Linked DNA regions of Hordeum vulgare: region 1 is linked to region 2. A link is a contact called in public Hi-C data. All regions are on one chromosome and are shown on one strand. The core of a region is the stretch at or near the end of the contact, and the rest is flanking DNA. Distances in the headings are between cores, read along the strand shown.

The links. A called contact is a pair of places that touch in the nucleus more often than the background predicts.
Region 1: a contact with region 2 is called in a Hi-C map of leaf, with 4 times the contacts expected there. The contact joins two enhancer-like sites. A contact is called at or near these places in 2 of 6 Hi-C or Micro-C datasets (leaf and seedling).

The regions. Positions count from the first base shown.
Region 1 is chr3H:493,179,040-493,185,443 of MorexV3_pseudomolecules_assembly, reverse strand. No RefSeq gene overlaps it. Among protein-coding and RNA genes, the nearest start is that of LOC123444442, 170 kb to the right of the region's middle. Within about 2 kb of position 4,608, at least 3 of the 3 cell types and tissues checked have open chromatin away from gene starts, as enhancers often do. A contact at or near this core is called in leaf, where this site is marked.
Region 2 is chr3H:492,771,249-492,777,333 of MorexV3_pseudomolecules_assembly, reverse strand. No RefSeq gene overlaps it. Among protein-coding and RNA genes, the nearest start is that of LOC123440269, 77 kb to the left of the region's middle. Within about 2 kb of position 1,858, at least 2 of the 3 cell types and tissues checked have open chromatin away from gene starts, as enhancers often do. A contact at or near this core is called in leaf, where this site is marked.

The DNA of each region.
Region 1 (6,404 bases), core at 3,359-5,858, 410 kb before region 2:
GAAATTTGAAACGAACCTCACGCATCAAAATATCTACCACACAAAAAAATGATATTTTAAAATTTATTTAGTATTTGTTTTAATTTTTTTTCATCGATGCGGATGCAGATGCATCCGAGAGCCGAAACGCCGCGTCCATCTAGCACCATATACTCATCATTCTTTGGTGAATATGTGTAAACAGAAACGTGCACAGTGCACGTGCATGCATGCTTTGCTCTGCTCTGCTCATATTAGGAAAAATAAATATGTGTGAGCAGAAAACCAGCCACGTGAAGAGGTGTGAATGCATTTAATTAAGGTTTTCCGAATTTTGAAAAAAAAATCTTTCAAACCGCGCTTCGCAATTCGGATTCGTCTTCACCGTTGGATTCTTCACGACGAGATCTTCGAAACTAGATCCCGCATCAGTATGTTTCAATGAAATGTTTCCTATGCAATTTAGCCTTCATTTTATGCAACTGCCTAGCAGTGGATGTGCAACTTTCTACCTATCCCGTGAAAATATGGTTTTCACTAATAGCACATCCACCCCAAACTATCTCCTCCTAGTGAGATGTTTAAATTCGTGTTTTGCCGAGGCTAACTCCCTAGTAGTTCATGTGCAACTTGTCTCCTCTCTGTGATTGTGCTTTCACTGTTTGCTGCATCGGCCAACTGTCTAACAGTGGATATGTAACTTCAAATACTGTCACCGCCAACTGTATATCAATGATGTGCAACTATCCCTCATACCTCATGGATGTGTAATTTCCCTACTCGCACTACGAACCACCCCTCAAGTGGGATGTGCAACTTTAGCGTCCCCATTTATATGTAACTTTACTACCCTCACGAATATGTAACTTTTCACTACCCCCATGAATGTGAGATGTGCAACTTTATATATTGGTCCGGCCAACTGCCTAACAGACTTTGTGCAACTCCGTTTGTTGCACCTGTCAACTGAAACTACATATCCACAAGTAGGAAGGGAAATAAATTACACATCGAGTAATAGAAAGTTGGCTCAAACAACACACTAAGTTGCACATATCATTGGTAGGTAGGTGGCGCAGGATCTGTCAACTGTAAAAATACTACACATCCACAAGTAAGGACAAGAGTTGCACATCGACTACTACATAGTTGGTCGGGACAGTAGAGTAGTTGCACATCAAGTTTTCATGGTAGCTAGGTTGCAAACACATGTGAATTTAGATCATATAGCTCCAACATCTGGTTTTGAAAAAAATTACACCTTGTAGTACTAAAGTTGCACAATGCAGTACTCAAGTTGCACCATATAGCACCAAAAGTTGGCACAAAATTTTTTCGTCGAAACATACCCATGCGGGATCTAGCTTCAAAGATCTCGTCGCGAAGAATCCAATGATAAAGACAGATCTGAAATCCAACGCGCGGTTTGAAAAATATAATTTTTTAAAAATGCTAAAAACCAAAAATAAATGCACGTGAAGGTGGCAGATGCAGTGGAGAAGCACATGCGCATGCGGTTCCCAACCAGCCGCCCGTTATCTCCAATTAGCGCGCGGCCGCTTTTAAGATTTTAAGATAAAAAAACATGTGTTAAAAAAATCGTGTAAACCTTTAAAATTCTTGAACATTTTTTTGAATCCGTGAATAAAATTTTCTAATTCATGAATCCGTTAATAAAATTTTCTTATACGCAAATGTTTCTTGAATTTTGTGAATATTTTTTGAAACTCCCAAAAAAAATATTTTTTAATAAAAAGAAGGTTCAAATAAAAAAAACATTATCCAAAAAAAATAACAGGAAAATTGACCGATGTAACATACACATGGCCCGCACACCTACGCATTTGTTAACAATCCTATCTATTCTTAAAGTTTCCTAGAAAATATATATTCTTAAAAAATTGAAAAGTATTATAATAGAAAATTTGACTACTAAACCGACTTAGAAAAAAATCGCCAACGTAACTTAGCACTATATAGTTTGTGGTTGTGTCAGTTCTAATATTGTCACGTTGGATCCACAACCCAACCAGGCCCTTAAGTACATGGGCGGGACGAGGATTTGGGCATAAGAGGTGTGTACTTGGATTCGACAAAAAAAATTAACATAGCAAATCTATTGAGAAATTTGAGAGATAGTTCGATATGGCTCTCGGAGTTTGCTCGAACCAACTCCCTCCTCAAAGCAACAAAGTAGTTGGCTTTCTTTTTTCACATTGTGAGACAAGAAACTCCTAGGCAGATGAATATTTTGTTTTCCTCACCACGACTATACAAAATCCCAGGCACAAACAACGATTAAAAATATCTCAAATGCATTACTAGTCGATTGTCCAAACCGTCGCCTCAAACCGCTCCTCTCGCGAAACCAAAGCGGAGGTGGCGGTGCTCCAGATGCATGGCGTCGGCGGGTGACTCTGCTGCTCCCCTTCCTCTCCGACTGTTATCTTGGCGCCTCGAGGGGGAGAGGAGCCCGGTTTCTCAGTCGGACGTTAGTAGTCTTAGGGTTTCTAGTTTTTTTGAGATTCCTCTATCGGTGTCATGGTGGGGCTCATGCCGATGGTCCTTCTAGGAATAATAGTCTTCTAGTCCTTGCTCCTGCTCGTTGGAGGTGTTGCTCGCACCAACGGGAGACTTGTGGATTCCAAGCTATCTGAGCCGCTTCGATCCACCATTGCGTCTTGGCATGATGGCGGGGATGGGCCGTTCTTGGAATCGAGTGGTGATGACTATTACAGATTTGCGGAAGACGGTGCAGAATCTGACCGCTTGTTGAAGGGGGGGTTGGTGTTGGCCATGGATCCGACGTTGAATAGGCTCGGATTCTTGTGCTTTTCTTCTCCAACGACGGAGAAGATCTTCGGTACAAGGTAATTGCAGGGAAGGTTGTATGCAACAGTATAACCGATTGTTCCTTCATTGTTTTTTGTTGCGTATATACGTTTTATCTTTGTATATTGTTACTTTTGTGAATACAAGTAATGTATAACTATGGATTGTGCTTTTATATGTTTTCTTTTTAGACTATCGTTGACAAACTAAATCCGAATGATTTAGAATCGGTGTGTTGTGTCGAATTTTTTAGTACCATTTTGTGAGGATAAAACAAGAGATTGTTGCACCTGATCAATGCCATCTAAATCAAGAAATTGATGCAACCTAAATCCTAACGCGGAATTGCAGATCCATATTGTCACATCAATTATCAAATAAACTAATGAAAGAGGGACTCACCACTAATTTTGTTGCGCATTGTCGTGGTCATCACGCGCAACGTGACAACTTCCACCATTGGTGTTGATCGGCTGTGACCTGCAAGGTGCGTCGCCACATGCCTTTTGCCCGCCGCCAAACATAGGCATAAGTAGTCATGTGCAATGGCAATGCCGAGGGAGTAACCTTCTAGATCCCCTCTCTTTTAACACATGACTATTGTTCAATAAATGTCGTCGAAGTTCAAAAAATATATATTCCTGTGTTGTGGGTCGGGGTGGTTGGCGTCCTCACGCCTATTCAGATGGAAAACCATAGTTGCCGCTCTTTGCTGCTGCTAGTCACGCAAACACACAGGATTTCAGAGCGAGCCATGGGATTTGGACCGGTCCCGCTAGCGTCTTTGAGTGATCCCGGTTTTAGGAACCTTCTAGAGGTTTTCAGCCACCTTTTTCCAGTTTTGAAAAACTTGTAGAAGGTTTCGTGAACCTTTTTTGTTTTGTTTTCATTTTTCTTTATTATTTTGTTCTTTTTCTCTCTCGATTTAAAAAATATTCTGGATTGTCAAAAAATGTTTTGGATTTTTAAAAATGTGTTTCGAGTTCAAAAATGCTTTTTTTTTAAAAAAAACTGGATTTTATAAAAACGTTGTGAACTTTTAGAAAATGTTTTGGATTTTCAAAAACGTTTTGGATTTTTGAAAAATGTTTGGCATTTTCAGAAATTGTACTTCAAATTCGGAAAATGTTTTCGATTTTCAAGAAAATGCTCAGGATCTTCAAAAAATATTTCGGATTTTCAAATAATATTCTGGATTTTCAAAAGTTGTTATTCAAATTCGAAGTTTTTTTTAATTCAAACATTTCTTTAAAAAAAAATATTATAACTTTGAAAAACCTTTTTGATTTTCAAAATTTATTCCCAGTTTTCAGAAAATGTTTGAGGTTTTCTAAATATGTTTTAAGTATGAGAATTTAGATTAATTTCTTGACTTAGATTGTGTTCAAACATTGTTTTTAAATGTTGAAAATTGTTCTTAAATTTTCAAAAAATGATCTTGCTTCTATAAAATGTTCCAAATTTCAAAAATAAAATCATTTTTCAAACATCATTGATAAATTGAAAAAATGTTCTGGATTTTCATAAAGTGTTCTTTAAATTCGAAAAACGTTTTTTCTTCAAATACAAAAAGAAAGAAAAATGGAGGAAAAAAGGAGCCAAAAAAGAAAATAAACAGAAGAGGAAAAAGGTAAAAGAAAATGAAAAGAAAAAAAGGAATCAAAGTTGGGCCAGCCGACTCGGGGTGCCCCCACTGTGCGGCTCGGAACTTCCTGCTGCACCGAGCAGGTAGGAGCTCCCTATTCGGATAGATGCAACTAAACAAACCGACGCACACCCATTACATCCCGGACTCAGCCCATTTACTTTTTTCAACCTTCAAAAAGTGAGGTTGTAAGTCAGGGAATTTCCTATTCGCCGCTCATTGTGGCAAATAGTCGCCGCTTCACACAGTGGGTGCGAGCGAGCGACTGGGTTTGAGCCGGCCCGTTCAAACTTTCACCGATTCCGGTTTTGGAAACCTTCTAAAGGTTTCCACTTGGTTTTTTCCTGTTTTAAGAAAACTTCTAAAAGGTTCACCGAAACTTTTTTATTTATTTTTTTTCTGTTTTTTCTGTTTCTGTTTTTGTTTCTTTTTTTTCTATTTCTGTTTCAACATTGTTCTGAATTTTCAAAAAATGTTCTGGAATTTGAAAAAATGTTTTAGGATTTGAAAAATGATCTATAGTTTGAAAAAATGTTCAAGATTTTGAAAAAACTTTCCGGAATTTGTAAAAATGTTCCAGAATTTGAAAAAATGTTCAAGATTTTGAAATAATGTTCCGAATATTGAAAAAATATGTTTCAGAATTTGAAAAATGTTCCGGAATTTGATTTTATTTTCAAGATTTTGAAAAAATGTTCCGAAATTTGTGAAAATGTTCTGGAATTTGAAAAAATGTTGCAGAATTTGAAAATCCAGATTTTGGAAAAATATTCCGGAATTTGTGAAAATGTTCCGGATTTTGAAAAAATATTCAGGAATTTGAAAAATGTTTCGGAATTTAAAACTAACCAAGTTTTTTAGGAAATGTTCCCGAATTTGTTAAAATGTTCCAGATTTTGTTAAAATATTATAGAATTTAATAAATGTTCCAGAATTTGAAAAAATGTTCCGGAATTTGAAAATTTTGCTCACATTTTCCTGTTCTTCAATATTTGTCCACAACTCTAAAATCGTTCCTGTTTTGAAAAATGATCTTTATTTCCCAAATTTAAAATATGTTCTTCATTTCTAAAACATGTCCGCTTTGTAAATGTTGTAGAAACAGAATTTTGCAGAACAATGTACTACCATTTGAAATAGTACAAGGAACAGCCAAATGTACAGTGAAAAGCGCTAAAGTAGTGAAACGGTAACAGGAACAGCCAAATGGTCAGTGAAATAGGAAAACAGTTAAACGGCCGGCGTGCAGAAACAGTGAAACGCGCAGCGCGGCCAGAAAGCTCGCCAAATTGGCTGTTTGTTCTGTGCAAAGCGATGGCTAGTTGACGCAAAACACGTCACATAGCAGCTCTCGTAAGTCAGAACCTCACCGTTTCCTTTCAAACTCAGTAACCAACTCAGAAGGCTAACCTGTTGTGCCTACTCAGGCCTAATGTTACGTGTTTAGGAAGATGTTTTAAAAATAAATCATTTTTTTAAGCACAGATATTTATTTCTACAGAAGAGACACCTAACTACACGTCTATCCTCGACAAATAAACACTCGTACCTAACAAAAACCGGTTTTATTTTTTAAGCACCTCACCTAATCGTCTTGCATTGTATAAGGCTTAATACTATTGTTGCTTTTTATTTTCCACCTTCCAAATCTTTTTATATTTTGCTTGGCTGGTCTTTCATATGTTTTTTACTCGGGTTTTTGTTTTATGTTTCTTTTTATATAATCATTTTATTTTATTTAAATATTAGCAAACCTATTCAAATTCAAAACTTTACTCAAATTCGTGTAAACATTTGATTTTTTTCGCAAACATTTTTCAGAATGGATGAATTTTGTTTTCATGTTGAAAATCCAGTGAACCGTTTTTCAGAATTGATGAACTTTTTCAAAATTGATGGACTTTTCTCAAATTTTTAAACTTTTTTATCATGATTTTTTTCAAATCTA
Region 2 (6,085 bases), core at 609-3,108:
TCATTTTCATGGAACATGTTTGAGTGTGTGACGTTCATGCCAAATTTCAGCTCGTTTGGACATCCGAGTAACTTTGAACAAAAAATGAAATCTGTCCGGACAATACATGAATACTACATTGTTTTACATATCTCATATTTGTTTTTTTTTGCTGAGAGCTACTCAAATGTCAAAATGAGCTCAAATTTGGCATGAACCTGATGCATGAAACATCTGTCATGCAAACAAAATTCAAAATTTTATGAATGTTTCTAGTATTTTATTTGATTTTACTATTTATAGGGGTGTAGATGAGCTCGATAGCCAAATCGCACCGCCTAACAAATAATGATAATAACTTGATAAACAGATGGGGAGTTGAGGGGATGGATTATGGATGTACAATGTAGGTAGGCCTAGAAGCATCTATAGCCGGACCCCTCAAACCCTCCTTAAATGTTTGGGTAAGCCATCCGGTGACTGTCCGGTCACAAAAAATCGACCCACACGGACTCCCTAAACCGGCCTCAAACACTCACGCTGACTGGCACCCCTCATATCCAGCTCAAATATAGAGCGGATATGGGGGGTACGCCCGCCTCACTCTGTGGCCCACCACCAATCCCACCAGCACGTCATACCGGCCCAACGCGGACCCCACTAATAACCCCTAGACATTCGACAGTTCACTCTCCGTCCACTCCACTTCCCCTCCGCACACTCTGATTTGATGGCTGGCGACGGAAGCGACTCCGAAGGGTCGAACGTCGATGTGGAGGAGGTGGCCCTCCGTATTGCATTGCGCCGTTGTGAATAAAATTCAAAAACAGAAACAACATTTGAAATACGTAAACAAAATTTGAAAAGTAGACCATTTCTTGAAATTTGTGAGCAATTTTTGAAAACATAAACATTTTTTGAAATCCCAAACAATTTTGCAAAATGAGAACATTTCTTGAAATGTCCGAATTTATGTTTTAAAGTGCACACATTATTTGAATTTATGAACAGTTTATTTGAACAAGACTATTTTTAAAAAATTTAACATTTTTTGAAAGGACACACATTTTTTAAGTTTCCAAACAATTTTTGAAACATGAACTTTTAAAAAATAAAAGTATACAAGAAAAGTAAATAATGGAAATAGAAAAGTAAAAGAAAAGACACAAGCATGTTCTTGCTTTAATTTAAGAAATCGAACTTTTTTCAGTTTCCCGAACATTTTCTAATTTGTGAACAAAATAAAAAAATGCGAACTAGTGAACATATTTTGAAACACGTCATTTTCTGAATGTGTGAACAATTTTTGAAATACTGGAACAATTTTTTTGAAATTGTTAAACAGTTTTTGGAAAAAGTTGGAAACAACTAGTGAAACTTGGAAAAATTTTGAAACTCTCAAAAGAAAGAAAACGTGAATTTTTTTGCAATTTGCGAACAGTTTTTGAAAACAGGAGCATTTTTTATCGCACTTGAACATTATTTTAAAAAAATTGAAAATTTTGAACTAAGGCATTCCCATTTTTTATGAAAAACAGGAACATTTTTTAAATACCCCAATCATTTTTTGAAAATTACAACATTTTTTGAAGTTATGAATAGGTTTTTAAAAATAGAAATTATATCAAATTTAGAACATTTTTAGAAAATCAAGAATATTTTTTGAATTTTAAGAATAATTTTCGAACATGAAGTCATTTTGAAAAATGTAAAATAACCTCGAAAAAGAAAAATGAAAAACGAAGAAGCAAAAAAAATGAAGTGAAACCAAGAAAAAATAGAATAAAGGGAAAACCGACTAAATGGGCCTGGCCATCTCATCGCTAGGTCGCTCCCCTTGCATGAAGCCAGAGTATCTGACGGAAAGAGCGTCAAATAGGAAATTCCGCGCTAGGGAGCCGAACCGGTGTCCGCACTAATGCTAACGGCCCACGGCTGAAAGTTATGCCAGCTCATGTTCGTTTACTAGGTTCGTCCGCATCGGCCACTCAATCTGTCGCTCGCTTTGTCCATTGTTTTTTTATCGATTTGTTTTTCTGTTGTTGGTTTGATCTAATGCTTTTGAAAAAACAACTCACCACTCGCTGTTGAACAATGGCCATGACTTTCGGAAAAAGTGCATAGATTTAAATTCTTTTGAGAAAAATTTCACAAATTTCAACAAAATAGTAAATTTTGAAAGGTTAACGCATTTTAAAAGTCTGGATCTAAGAAGTTTGTGGATTTTAAAAATATCACAAATTTGAAAATATCTCACAAATTCACGAAGTTCATGGATTTGAAAAAATTTCATCAAATTGGAAAAAGTTCACAAATTCAAAACAAAAGTTCAATTATTTGAAAAAAAATTAACAATTTCGAAAAACTATTCACAAATTCTAAAAAGTTCAATAACTTTTAAAAAAGTACATAATTTCAAAAAACTCATGGATTTGAAACAAATTCATCAATTTTGAAAAAAGTTCAAGAATTCAAAAAAAGATCATCAAATTTAAAAAACAAATCATGGATTTGGTTAATAAAAGTTAACGAGTTTGGGAAATTTTCATCATTTTCAAAAAACGTTGTGGATTTGGAAAAAAGTCCATGTTTTTGAAAAAAGGGTCGAGAGATTTGAAGACAAGTTTTCGAATTTGATAATTTTCACAAATTTTTAAAGGTAAAAGGAGGAAAAATGAAAAAAAGGAAAAGAGAAGAAGAAAAATAAATAAATAAAACATACTAAAAATTGTCTAAAAGCTTCGAGAAGCTTCCCAAAACCGGTCAGGAAGCTTCTAGCAACTTCACTAAACGGAGGAGTGAGATTCCTTTCGTGCGTTCCGCTCGGCCAAACTATTTAGATCGAGCGAGGAGAAGGGATATGTGTTGCGTACTGAATGGCCTTTAAGAAGCGGTTAAGGCGTCGAATAGGATTCAACCCTTGTTCCACGCACAGCTACACAGATGGGACAATGGGCCACTTTTTTGGAAATGAGTATGGGCTTATGTGTACGAGCGTATGTAACACATAGGATTATGGGCTCCCCTCGGGCCTAGGCCCTAAGCGGTCGCCCCTCGTTCGAAGGTCTAGAGGTGGCACTTCTATATCATCCTTGGCAAGAGTTTGTCCCATTTCTTTATTGTGTGCGAATGTACTATTGATTGATTAAACAACAAAGCAGGACAGAAGATGATGAACCTAAAAACGTGGGTCAAAGGAATTCCATTATTATTTTTGCTATACAAGTACAAAAGAGAGAGGGGTAGAACCATAAATGTTGGCATCAAATAGGATGAGTATGCTATTGTCGTGTAGTGCACATCCGTATGGCTGGGAGTTAATGCACAAGTGACTTGTGGAGACAATGTGATCCAAGAAGCCGGAGGCATTCCAGTGGCGGCTCGACGTGAGATATGGACGTGTGCTAGTAGATGAAGGCGTCGTGTAGTCCGGATGCATGGAGATACAAGAACGACGATGCCTAGGATGGACATCTTGGTGCGTATTACTGCGCTATCGTAGCCGTGTCGAGTTGCATCACTTTGTTGACCAAGAGAGGCACGAGGAAACTCAGTGAGCAATAACTATGTGAGTAATCATCATTTTTATCCATTGCATCACATATATCCTTTTGATAATGGTTCTTTTGCATTATTTGGGCATCGCATAAACACAAGCACTTCACTTACGCGACCCGCATGCTCTTTCTCTCTCAAAAAGAAAATACAACGGACTTCTTTGGTTTTGCCCAACCTGCTGAGCCAATGCATGTGTAAGCCAAACAATTGGCGTAGCTTTTCTTCACCCACCTCTTGAGGTCTCGTTGGCAAGAAATTTAACTAGAGACTTGAGGGCAGCATGGACACGTGAAAAATATGGGCTTCGGTTTGTACACTGCTGAAGCACATAGTCAATGTCTGGCTGGGGTGCCGAATCGAACAGACTCAACATGCGTGCTCTGTCAAGCATCGAACAAGATGCTGATGACCCACAAGTATAGGGTATCAATCGTCGTCCTTTCGATATGTAATAGTGTCGAACCCAACGAGGAACAAAAGGAAAAGATAATCAGTTTCAGCAAGGTATTCTCTAGAAGTGTTGTGAGCAATGGTGATAGATAGTTTTGTAGCAAGATAATTCGTAACAAATGACACATAACAATAGTAAAAAAGTGTGTAGCAAGTTAGCCCGATCCTTTTTGTAGAAAACCATAGGCTTGAAAGTAATCTTAAATGAAGCAAATGCTCCCGAGGACACATGGGAATTTCCGCCTAGTCATGTTCTGCATGTTGAGTTAATTCGCGTTGGTTACTTTGATAATTTGATATCTTGGTGGACCAGTGCTAAGATGTTGTTCTTACTTAAACAAGCAACCCACTTATGATTACCACCCCCCTCACAAGCATATGCAACTACAAAATAAGAATTAAGAGAAATCTAATCATAGCATGAAACTTGTGGATCCAAATGAGTCCCTTATGAAATAATGCATAAAGTAGGGTTTAAGCTTCTGTCACTCTAGCAACCCACCATCTACTTATTACTCCACGATACCTTCCCTTAGGCCCATAACATGGTAAAGTTCCATGTAGTTGACGTTCACACGACACCACTAAGAGAAGCAACAACATACATATCATCAAAATATCGAACGAGTACCAACTTCACATGATTACTTATAACAAGACTTCTACCATGTCTCCGGGATCAAAAGTAACTACTCACACTTCATCAAGATGTTCAAGATCATAGGTGTAATAATGATGATTAAGGATCTAAACATGATATCTTCCACCAAGTAAACCAACAAGCATCAACTACAAGATGTAATCAACACTACTAGTAACCCACATGTACCAATCTAAGGTTTTGAGGCAAAGATTGAGTACAAGAGATGGACTAGGGTTTGAGATGATATGGTGTTGGTGAAGATGTTGATGAAGATTGGTCCTTCCACAAAGGAGGAAGCGTTGGTGATGATGATGACTATGATCTCCACCCCCTCCCCCCGCCTCCATGCCCCGGAGAGAAGTCTTCCCGGGAGAATCACTGTGCCAAAGAGAAAAAGGACCTCTACCCAGGTTTTCGCCTCGATACGACGGCAATTCGTCTCGAAAGTCTATCCTTATTTATTTTTTAGGTCAAAACACACCATATATCACAAGAGGGAGGCCTGGGGACCTGCGAGGGGCCCACAAACTAACAGGGCGTGCCCCTTTGGATTGTGGCCAGGAGGTAATCCCCCTCTTGTATATGTTTGGCCTAATAATTCACATATATTACACAAAAATTCTCCATAAAGTTTCGGGTCATTTGAAGTCTAGTGATTTTTCATCCTTTTTCATGGTTTTTACGTCCAAATTTATAGTTTCCGACAGTTTACCTATTCATGATGTACCTTGTACATTCAGATAGAAAAGGCATAAGAACTATATCATAATGTGGAATAATGAACAATAATAATATAAATATCAATATAAAATCATGATGCAAAATGAACGTATCAACTCCCCAAGCTTAGTCCTCGCTTGTCCGCAAGCGAAAGTCGTACTCGATAATCACGAGCACATAATTTAAGAGAGAGTTGTCGATGAAAAAATATGGACATGAGAGAATCATGAATACTAACATAGAAGCAAGATTTTCATCATACGACTTCTGATAAATGAGTAACAACCTATCCACGACAACTGAAGTATGAAGCATAAACTTTATTGACAACCAACAAACTATGTTCTTAGTCACTGAGACAATCACAATTCATCATATTTCAGAGAAGAGTCTATGTAAAAGCTTTCATTTTAGCGAGTTCACATACTCCACTATCATTTATTCTTCTATAATTTGTGACACTCATTGCATAGTTTTGGAGATAATGTTTCCATTGGACACATAAGAAGATAGGGGCTTTGTTGCTTTTGTCACCCAACTCATTTACCTTAAGGATAATGACAACAATAATGAATCATTATCACTTACATCCAACTATATATATATATATATATATATATATATATATATATATATATATATATAAACTCTATTCATCACCCACGGTGCAGAATATTTTATTCTTCACCCAAGATAATCTTACGATCAATTTACAAATAAATTACATTTGAAATA